Regions from separate parts of the Mus musculus genome. Here all the other regions are linked to region 1. The links are chromatin contacts, called in public promoter capture Hi-C maps. All regions are on one chromosome and are shown on one strand. The core of a region is the stretch at or near the end of the contact, and the rest is flanking DNA. Distances in the headings are between cores, read along the strand shown.

What was found. Promoter capture Hi-C pulls out the DNA fragments that hold promoters and counts their contacts.
Region 2: a contact with region 1 is called in a promoter capture Hi-C map of the C10 cell line, with 6 times the contacts expected there. The contact joins the promoter of Dmp1 here to the promoter of Barhl2 in region 1. A contact is called at or near these places in 2 of 39 promoter capture datasets (the C10 cell line and pre-B cells).
Region 3: a promoter capture Hi-C map of pre-B cells shows a contact between it and region 1, with 3 times the contacts expected there. The contact joins the promoter of Fgfrl1 here to the promoter of Barhl2 in region 1. A contact is called at or near these places in 2 of 39 promoter capture datasets (hippocampal neurons and pre-B cells).

The regions. Positions count from the first base shown.
Region 1 is chr5:106,456,778-106,459,545 of GRCm38.p6, reverse strand. Barhl2 (BarH like homeobox 2) reads left to right here and starts at 1,380. Exons shown (of 3, transcript NM_001005477.1): 1 at 1,380-2,320. The coding sequence starts at 1,705. Gm33151 (a long non-coding RNA gene) reads right to left here and starts at 954. Exons shown (of 2, transcript XR_389476.3): 1 at 658-954; 2 at 1-103.
Region 2 is chr5:104,201,283-104,204,050 of GRCm38.p6, reverse strand. It overlaps Dmp1 (dentin matrix protein 1), which reads right to left and starts at 1,434. Exons shown (of 6, transcript NM_016779.2): 1 at 1,339-1,434.
Region 3 is chr5:108,692,803-108,695,570 of GRCm38.p6, reverse strand. It overlaps Fgfrl1 (fibroblast growth factor receptor-like 1), which reads right to left and starts at 1,342. Exons shown (of 7, transcript NM_054071.2): 1 at 1,039-1,342; 2 at 453-676. The coding sequence starts at 519. It overlaps Gm42151 (predicted gene, 42151), which reads left to right and starts at 1,505. Exons shown (of 2, transcript NR_168910.1): 1 at 1,505-1,735.

The DNA.
Region 1 (2,768 bases), core at 131-2,630:
GAAGAAAGAATGCAAGTTGATACCCTCCGACAAGGCGGCGTCACAGTCGCGTTCCAGGTCCCAAATGGATCGGCGGTGACTGTTTCCTTTCCAAAACCAAGGCCTGCCACAGTGGGGAGGGGATGGAAGCATTGGAGGGAGGAGCTGCGGGAGCTCAGGCTGCGGACCAGCCACCCAGTTCCCGCGGCCCCACAGCAGCCTGATGCCGCAGGGAACCACAGCTGCCCGCGCCGCTGGAGAACGCCTCGCCCGGGGTTTTTCCCGGTTCGGGAGAAAGTGCTTGGCCCGGCATTTCTTCCAGCACAGGCTCTGACTGGAGACAAAGCGGGATTTGGAGCCAAAGGCCCGATCCTTCCCGACAGGGGGGTCAAAGATGTAGCCCCCCAGCTCAGTGCCTCTCCTGGATCTGCTACCCGGTTGGACCGAGCTGGAGCGCACCGGCTCCTGTGGGGAGAGTAGAGCTCAGACGTTGCAGGCCCACGCGGAGCTCTGGCTCTGGTGTCACACACTTCCCCGTGGGGTCCCTCAGCACCTCTATCCCCTGCTCCTCGTGTTTCCGCTCTGCTCAAGCGTGCTTGGGAACCGTGCGAGCGGGGCTGCGCTGCAGGCCACCGGGAGCCGCAGGATCCTTTTGCCCTTCGCGGCCTCTCCACTCACCCTCCAATCTGACTTAGCACGGGCACATCTAACGATCCGTACTGCTTCCCCGCTTCCCGCCCGGGGGCTCCCTTCTCCAGTGCCCTTCTGGTCTCTCCCCATCTCCCTGGCCGGGTACTCGTTACAGTGGGTACCACTTGGACCCCTGGAGTAGGCGTTGGGCTCAGGGCTGCGGGCGCACCGAGGTTCGGTTCTCAAAAGAGCAGCGGGGTTCGAGGCGCGCTGCTGACGGGCTGGCCAGGAGCGCGCCCATTGGCTCCCGGCACGCCGGCGTCGCTGGCTGGCGCGCAGCGGCCAATGGGGCGCGGGGCCCGGGCGGCGGGGGCGCGGGCGGGGAGCGGCGGCGGGGGCCGTGACGTCACGGGAGGGGGTCGGCGCCGCCCGCGAGCCCGCGGATGACAAGCCAACGCGCGGGGCAGCGGCGGGAGTCGCCGGGCGCCGCCTGTCCGCGGTCTCCTGCGCCCGCGCTTGCTCCTTCGCTGCTTCTCCTCCTCCCGGGGCGGCGGCGGCCGCGTTCGCTCCGCAACTTTCCAACAAAGTTCAGAAACTCGGCTCCGGGACTGCCGGGTCACGCACGGCGGTCACCTCCGGGACCGCCCGGCCTTAGCGGTCGCTGCACCTGCTCCGGCCGCCGCCGCCGCCGCCCGGGATCGGGCAGTGGGCAGACCCAGGCGGCGGCGGTGGCGGTGCAGGTGGCGGCGGCGGGGTTGCTCCAGCGGCCAGCATCTTAGTCTCGGTGCTGCTCTCCGCTGCCACCGCCCACGTGCGCGGTGGTCCAGCGGAGCGGAGCACACCTTCCCGCTTGTGGCATTTGGGGGCTTTCCCCTCAAATTTTTTTCTCTTTACTTTTTGTATAAGGGGGAAAAGTTGAGTCGAAAGTGCCCACCAATTGTCACCTCCCATTATCCTTCATTCCCTCCCCACTTTTTTTTTTTTTTAAAGCAGTGTCAACGCTTTTTAGTGTCTATTTTGTTTTACGATCGGTAGTTTCCCTTGCTTGGTCCCGGCGGCGGCTGATCCGCGGAGTAGCGTGGACCTCATGTAGAAATGACAGCAATGGAAGGGGCCAGCGGGTCGAGTTTTGGAATAGACACTATTTTGTCCGGTGCCGGTTCCGGGAGCCCCGGCATGATGAACGGGGATTTCCGATCGCTCGGTGAAGCGAGGACAACGGATTTTAGGAGCCAGGCCACCCCGTCACCCTGTTCGGAGATTGATACCGTGGGAACGGCGCCCTCTTCACCGATCTCGGTCACCCTGGAACCCCCGGAGCCGCATCTTGTGACAGACGGACCCCAGCATCACCATCACCTCCACCACAGCCAACAGCCGCCGCCACCATCCGCGGTCCCCGCGCAAAGTTTGCAGCCTTCGCCCCAACAGCAACCGCCGCCGCAGCCGCAGTCAGCAGCCCAGCAGCTGGGCTCGGCCGCCGCGGCCCCCAGGACTTCCACCTCTTCCTTTTTAATTAAGGACATCTTGGGAGACAGCAAACCCCTGGCGGCTTGTGCACCCTACAGCACCAGCGTTTCTTCTCCTCATCACACCCCGAAGCAGGAGAGCAACGCGGCACACGAGAGCTTCAGGCCAAAGCTTGAGCAGGAGGACGGCAAAACCAAGCTGGACAAGAGAGAAGACCCCCAGAGCGACATCAAATGCCACGGTGAGTTGCGCCGGAGCTGCCCGGGTCACTTGAGTGACCGCCGAAGGAGAGGGGCCTAGGCGTGCGATTTAGCGACGCACCTTAAGTTCTGTTGGTTACATTTCTGCCCCACAACCTTTGCGGCCATCCGGCTCCGTTCTTTGTTTTACTTAATTTTAAATGTGCTGGAGGAAGGTGGTAACTGAAGAGATAGGATGGGAGACACTTTTCGTTGAAAACAGAGGCTTACTTGGGATTTTTTTTTTTTCTTCTTTTAGCTGAGACCTTGGGAATGGGAGTGGGAAGGGGTGGAGAGAAGCTGGTAGCCAGTTGTGGTTGTCTAGGTCTGTGATCACAACTTGATGTTTATTTTTGAATGCAATACCACCCCAGTATTTTCCAAATGCCCCCTCCATGTTTTCTAAATGCCGTCACAGGAATTGTCTGATTTAATGTTAGAAAAATTTCC
Region 2 (2,768 bases), core at 185-2,684, 2.3 Mb after region 1:
CTCCTTCCTCCACAGCAGGATAATCACAAAGTGCCCCAAATACAGGTTGTAGAAACCTCTAAACTTCTGAGACACCCTGGTCCACATCACCATTTGGTGAACAGTAAACAGACTAAAGAATCTGCAGAAAATTCTTTGTTCTCATGTGTTTAATCAACAGGGTTAAATAGAGGCAGGCCACAAGAGTGTCAATCAAACGGAAACCTGAGGAAACCAGGAGTCTTTGCTCTCACAGAGGACAATTCACTTTCTCCATTCGGTGTCTTCAGAACTTCGTAGGACACATGGCCTGGCTACTCTCTGTCAGAAGGATAGATATTCCAGCTACTGATGAAGTGAAGTAATGCAGAGTAAAATCATGTCTGGTGGGAGTGTATGTGTGTGTAGTATTTATGTATCTCCTACCTAATGTATATGTGTGTCCTATGTAATGTAGGTGTGTATGTGTGTGTGTGTGTCCTACCTAATATATCTGTGTATAGGTGTGTGTGTATGTCCTACCTAATGTATATGTGTATATGGTACGAGGTGTGTGTGTGTGTGTGTGTGTGGTATGTGTATGTATGTGTGTCTCCTACCTAATGTATGTGCATGTGCATCTATGTGTGTGTATGTATGTGTGGTGTGTGTGATATGTGTATGTGTGTCCTACCTAATGTATGTGTGTGTATGTTTGTTTGTATGTATGTATGTATGTATGTATGTATGTATGTATGTATATGTGTGTGTAGTATGTGTGTGTCCTACCTAACAGGTAATCCCACTCAGCATTTATTGGAGTCCATCTGCATGCAAAGCATTATACTACCATGAGGATCCAGCTACCCAAAGCCACACTGTCATGATCACCTTTCAGTTGTATACACAATTCATAATGGCCACCGTATTCTCTGAATAAGCCAGGCTGAGAGGCATTCAGTTACCTGTCTGCATTTTGAAACACTTGCTACACTGATTTAGATACTTTCGCATCACCACCTCTAAGAAGCCTACAGATAAAAGTTGTGTTTTATTAATGAAAGCTAAACTCTAACAGGACTTTCCCATCAGCCTCCTATTTAGTAAATGTTCTCTTTCAAAATAATTAGACAGAGATCTAATTAAGGCATCACCAGGCAAACACCTGGCTCTTTTGACTTACCATGTCATTTTTAATATCAGTGTCATTGGCTATTGTGACAGTGACCCCAAAAAACAAAAATAAGAATAGGTTTTACTCAAACTTAGCTCTTCCCCATCTTCCTCTGGAAATCAATGCCTTGTAACATGTTCGTATTTCATATTTTTAAACTCCAAAGCTAAAGTCATTTTAAGAATTAAATGATGGAATGGCCTTACCCTCTCTGGCTCCCAAGGTCTTTTTCCCACAAGGTCAAAACCTCAGCGAAGTTCTCGAAGAGGGATCTCAGAGAAGCCACTCTCCAGCTGCTGCTCAGAAGGCTTGTCTGACAGTGCAGAATTTAAACTCTGCTGCAGCTCCTCAGAGCCAATGAGCCTCAGGCTCGGGGTGACTGACATCACAGGTGTCACCGGGACCCCATACACCCACACTTCCTCCAGCTGGCAGAAGTGGGCCTTCTCTAAAAAGCTCTTGTGGTTCTCAAATGACTAGACGAGTTTCCATTAAATTGAAGATCTTCCTAAAGCTTTATTTTGCTTTCTAAATATATATCTTTTGCATCCATGCAGGCTTGTGAGCATTATAAACAATGACCATGTCTCCCGCCCACTAACAGATCCCAGAAGACCCAGGGATGGGAAAGGCGAGTCAGAGGCGGGTAGAGACCTTCCTGCTGGTGCTTATTTCCAGGTGGTGTGTGAGGGAAGCTACTAAAAGTTTACATTTTCCTAAGTTGTTAGTGTTGAGAATATGACCTTGTATTTCTTCTCTTCCTCTTGTAACAGTCTCTACTAAACACCCCTTACCCCATCTATACACAAAGACTCCAAATTCTTACTGATCTAAGGAAGTGCCATTCTCACGATCCCATGTGAACAGGAAATGTTAAAGTGCCTCCTTCGGTAACTTTTATTTTTAACAACAACAACAACAAAATAATGCTCCATTATCCCCTGAAACTACTTAGCACATTTTAGTAATTTTTGAAATCAGAACTGAATTAGAGGAATGCTAACTAGGTGGATCACATCCAGAGAAGTATTGCCAAGAGCGTCTACTCCATCACCAGAACCGAAATGAAAACACTGTTTGCTAGAGTCTTTCTGAGGAGTGTGCTGAAGTTGGCTGAGGGTTCTGGAAGTGGGTTTGGCACTTGTTCAGGAGCATACTCAAGTAACAATCGCATACCACTAAATAAACGCTTCAATGATATAATATACAGCACCAGGCTTTAATTTCCCCAAGGGTAAGGATGCTTGTTTTGTTAAGTGAAGTACACACAATACCACAATGCCCCTAATGGCAGGGACAATTCTTGGGTCACCATAAGTCCTCAGTAAATATATTTTTGTATGAATGGATGGATTGGGGTATACAATTACCTTGACTGAAACACTTGCATGACTCACTTGCCTTTTTAGATATAACAGCCTGGAAAACATTTTCAAATATGTAAATTATTAGATTTATACAATGTAAGCGTAAACTTGGGCGGCGGCGGGGCAGGATATGAAGAGGAGGAGGCTATTTTCATGCAGAGTTGGTCAGAAGGCCACCGTCCATGGGGAGGAGCTCTAAAGGACACGTGTTCTGTTCTGGTTCTGAATTAGACTCTCTGGTGGCTCCACGGCCCTGCCTGAGGTCTATC
Region 3 (2,768 bases), core at 93-2,592, 2.2 Mb before region 1:
GTCTCTGCAAGTTCCCAGGGACCCAATTAGGTTTTCTGCTCCCACAAAGAGTCCACTCCCCAAGAATCTGGGGGAGGGGTGACAACCACCTGCTCTCCATCTAGATATGCACCTGAAAGTGTGTTTATGCAAGATTATGAGGCTGTCCTGGAAAGGACCTAGGCAAGGCCAACAGTCAAATGATTCTGGGGCCCTTTACATGAGGTGTCAGCCAAAGAGGGTGAGCTGGGGGTATCTGATTGTGACTAGGTAACCCCAAGAGTGAGGTAGAGGCATGTAAAACCGACAGTACTTCAGGTTAAGGATGGGGGTTGGGGGGAGGATCTGCTGCGATGGAGCAGACAGGGAGGGGAGGAGTGTGCCAGGCGGGCACTGTGTGGCAGAGTTCAGGGCTGGTGGGAAAGGGGCGGCGCTGCAGAGGCCAAAGCGCCAGACTGGGCGCCAGGACTCACCTCGCGCCGCCTCAGCCGACGGGAGGGCCCCCAATAGCAGCAGCAGCAGCGCGGGGCTCCGCGTCATCTCGCCGGTCGGACCTGAAGCAGGGGCGCGGTCACTGGGAGCTGGACTGGACGCCACTCAGGGCTCAGGCCCGCAAGACCCAGGTCGCGGCCGCAGAGCCAGGGTCCGGCCCCCCTCGGCGCCGAGCTCCAGGCAAAGGAAGCGAGGCGCGTAGACGCTGAGCGTATCAAAGGCAGACAAAGGGTTTACACTAATTACCAGCCGCCCCCGCCGCCCCCTTTCCAAACACCGTCTGGATTCCTGGCGCTTGTAACTCGGGCCCTGCCCGCGGGACACACAACACCGAGCGGCCCCGCAGATAATCGCCTGCGCCATTAGCGGACAAATTTGCGCTGGGGGGCCCACGTGGGGCTCAAGGGGGGGCGGGGCGCGGGGCAGGGCCGCGGGCCCCACAGGAGCAGCTACGGCGCGAGCCCGGCTCCCGCCCCGCACAGTGATCGCGGCCCTGCCCTTCGCGCCCCGCACTCTAACCCATTCCAGCCCTCCCTCCGGGGGTCGCGGACGTACAGCCCGGCTCACCTCGACAGGGATCAGCGCGGGGGCGCGCAGCAGGCAACGGGGTCAGAGCCGGGCCCCTGAGCAGCGCGACGCGGTCATCGCTGCCCCGGGCGCCGCATCCCGCCCCCCGCGCCCCCGGGCCCGGCCTGGGCGGGGCGGCGCTACCTGGGCGCTGGCGGCTGGGGCCGGGCTGGGGCGCGGGGCGCGCTGTCCGCGCGGATAAACGGCGAGGCTTGGCGAGGGCGGGGAAGAGGGGCGGCGGGGCGAGGGGCCCGGGGCGCCGCGCCGCGAGGCGTCCTTCCCTGCGGGGCTTTGTCAACTCTCCCGGAGCGAGCGCGGAGCAGCCCTGAGCTCCGCCCCGCACAACTTCCGGCCAATCTGCGAGCCCCAGTCCGCCCCGTTCCCCGCCCCTCCCCGAAACTTTGCTCCAATCCGCACACGTGCCCGCCAGGCTCGCTGCTTAACCCTCGCAGTGCTTCTGCCCTTCAGGCTGGCGGCTCCCCGGAGCGCGCCCAGTCGGCCCTGCCTCGCCGCGCCCCCGCCCCTGGGCTCTGGGAACGCGCGGTCCCGCTAGCCTGAAGACCAGCTGATGGCCGCGGAGCCCACTCGGTATCTGCACCAGCTAGGCCCCTGGCCCCCAGAGCTGGCCGTTACTGCACTGTCTCTACTCCCGGCTTTAAACAGGAGGAAGGGAGCTGAACGGAACCTTCGAGCTTTTGTGAGTAGAGAGGCCGCTGTGCTGCTCTGGTTTGAGGGCGGGGGGTGGGGGGGTGGGGGTGGGGGGGTAAGGTGCGGGGGGGGGGGGGGAGATGGCGCAGATCTCCAGTGCTGGAGTCCAACGAAGCCCTGACTTGAGCATCTAGTTGTACCTAGGACCTTAGGAAGGCTGAGAGGGTCCTACAGCCCACCTGGATACTTCTCTGCACCTCACCTGCTTTGTGATAGTAATCAACACACCCTTTTGTCTTTGCTACTTAGCAAGTGTCTTGCTGTACCCCTGCACCCATCAAACAGAAAGACTGGTGAGTTTCCCAAACCTCACTAGCTCCCTTCAGCAGCATCCTGATCCATCCCCCGCGATCTCTCCAGACAGCTTCCTGCCTACCCTCACTCACCAGAGCCAAAATTCATCAAAACATGAGTCTTGCCAGTTTTCTCAACATAAATCCCATAATTTTTGACGCCCCGGTAGTGCCTCCCAAGAGACCACTCCTAAGCTCCGCTTTCAAGGACCCTGATCCAAACAACTTTTCTTCTCTAAGCTAAGAAGCACCCCCTCTTTCCGGAAGCCTGTCAGAGAAAAATGAAACCGAGGAATAGCCTAGTGTTCCTAGCCCCAAATTCTGTTTCTGGGCTAGTGTGGGCAAATGGAGGTGAACCTTGTCTCCTCTGCATGAAGGTCCAAGTACCCATCTCAACTGCAACGCTGTGTCTCAGAAGCAGCCCATGGAACTTTCTCTGGGCTACCAGAGAATTTGGGCTAGTACTGGGGTCACAGAAAGCATTTAAAACAGACAGAGTGGGTCCTGACTAGTCTGAGTAGGTCCTGGCTCCACAGAAAGTTTTGTGAGGAGATGCCACCGAAGCATGTAGTGCAACAACATTGTGTTGCTGCCAACCAAGAGCAGTTGTGTGTGGAGGTGGCTCTGTAGTGTGGGGAGGTTAAAAGCAAATGAGCCCAATGGGCAGAAAAAGGTAGGCAATGGATTGAAGTTAGACGGGAAGGTGCAGAGACCACAGGTGAGTGAGGC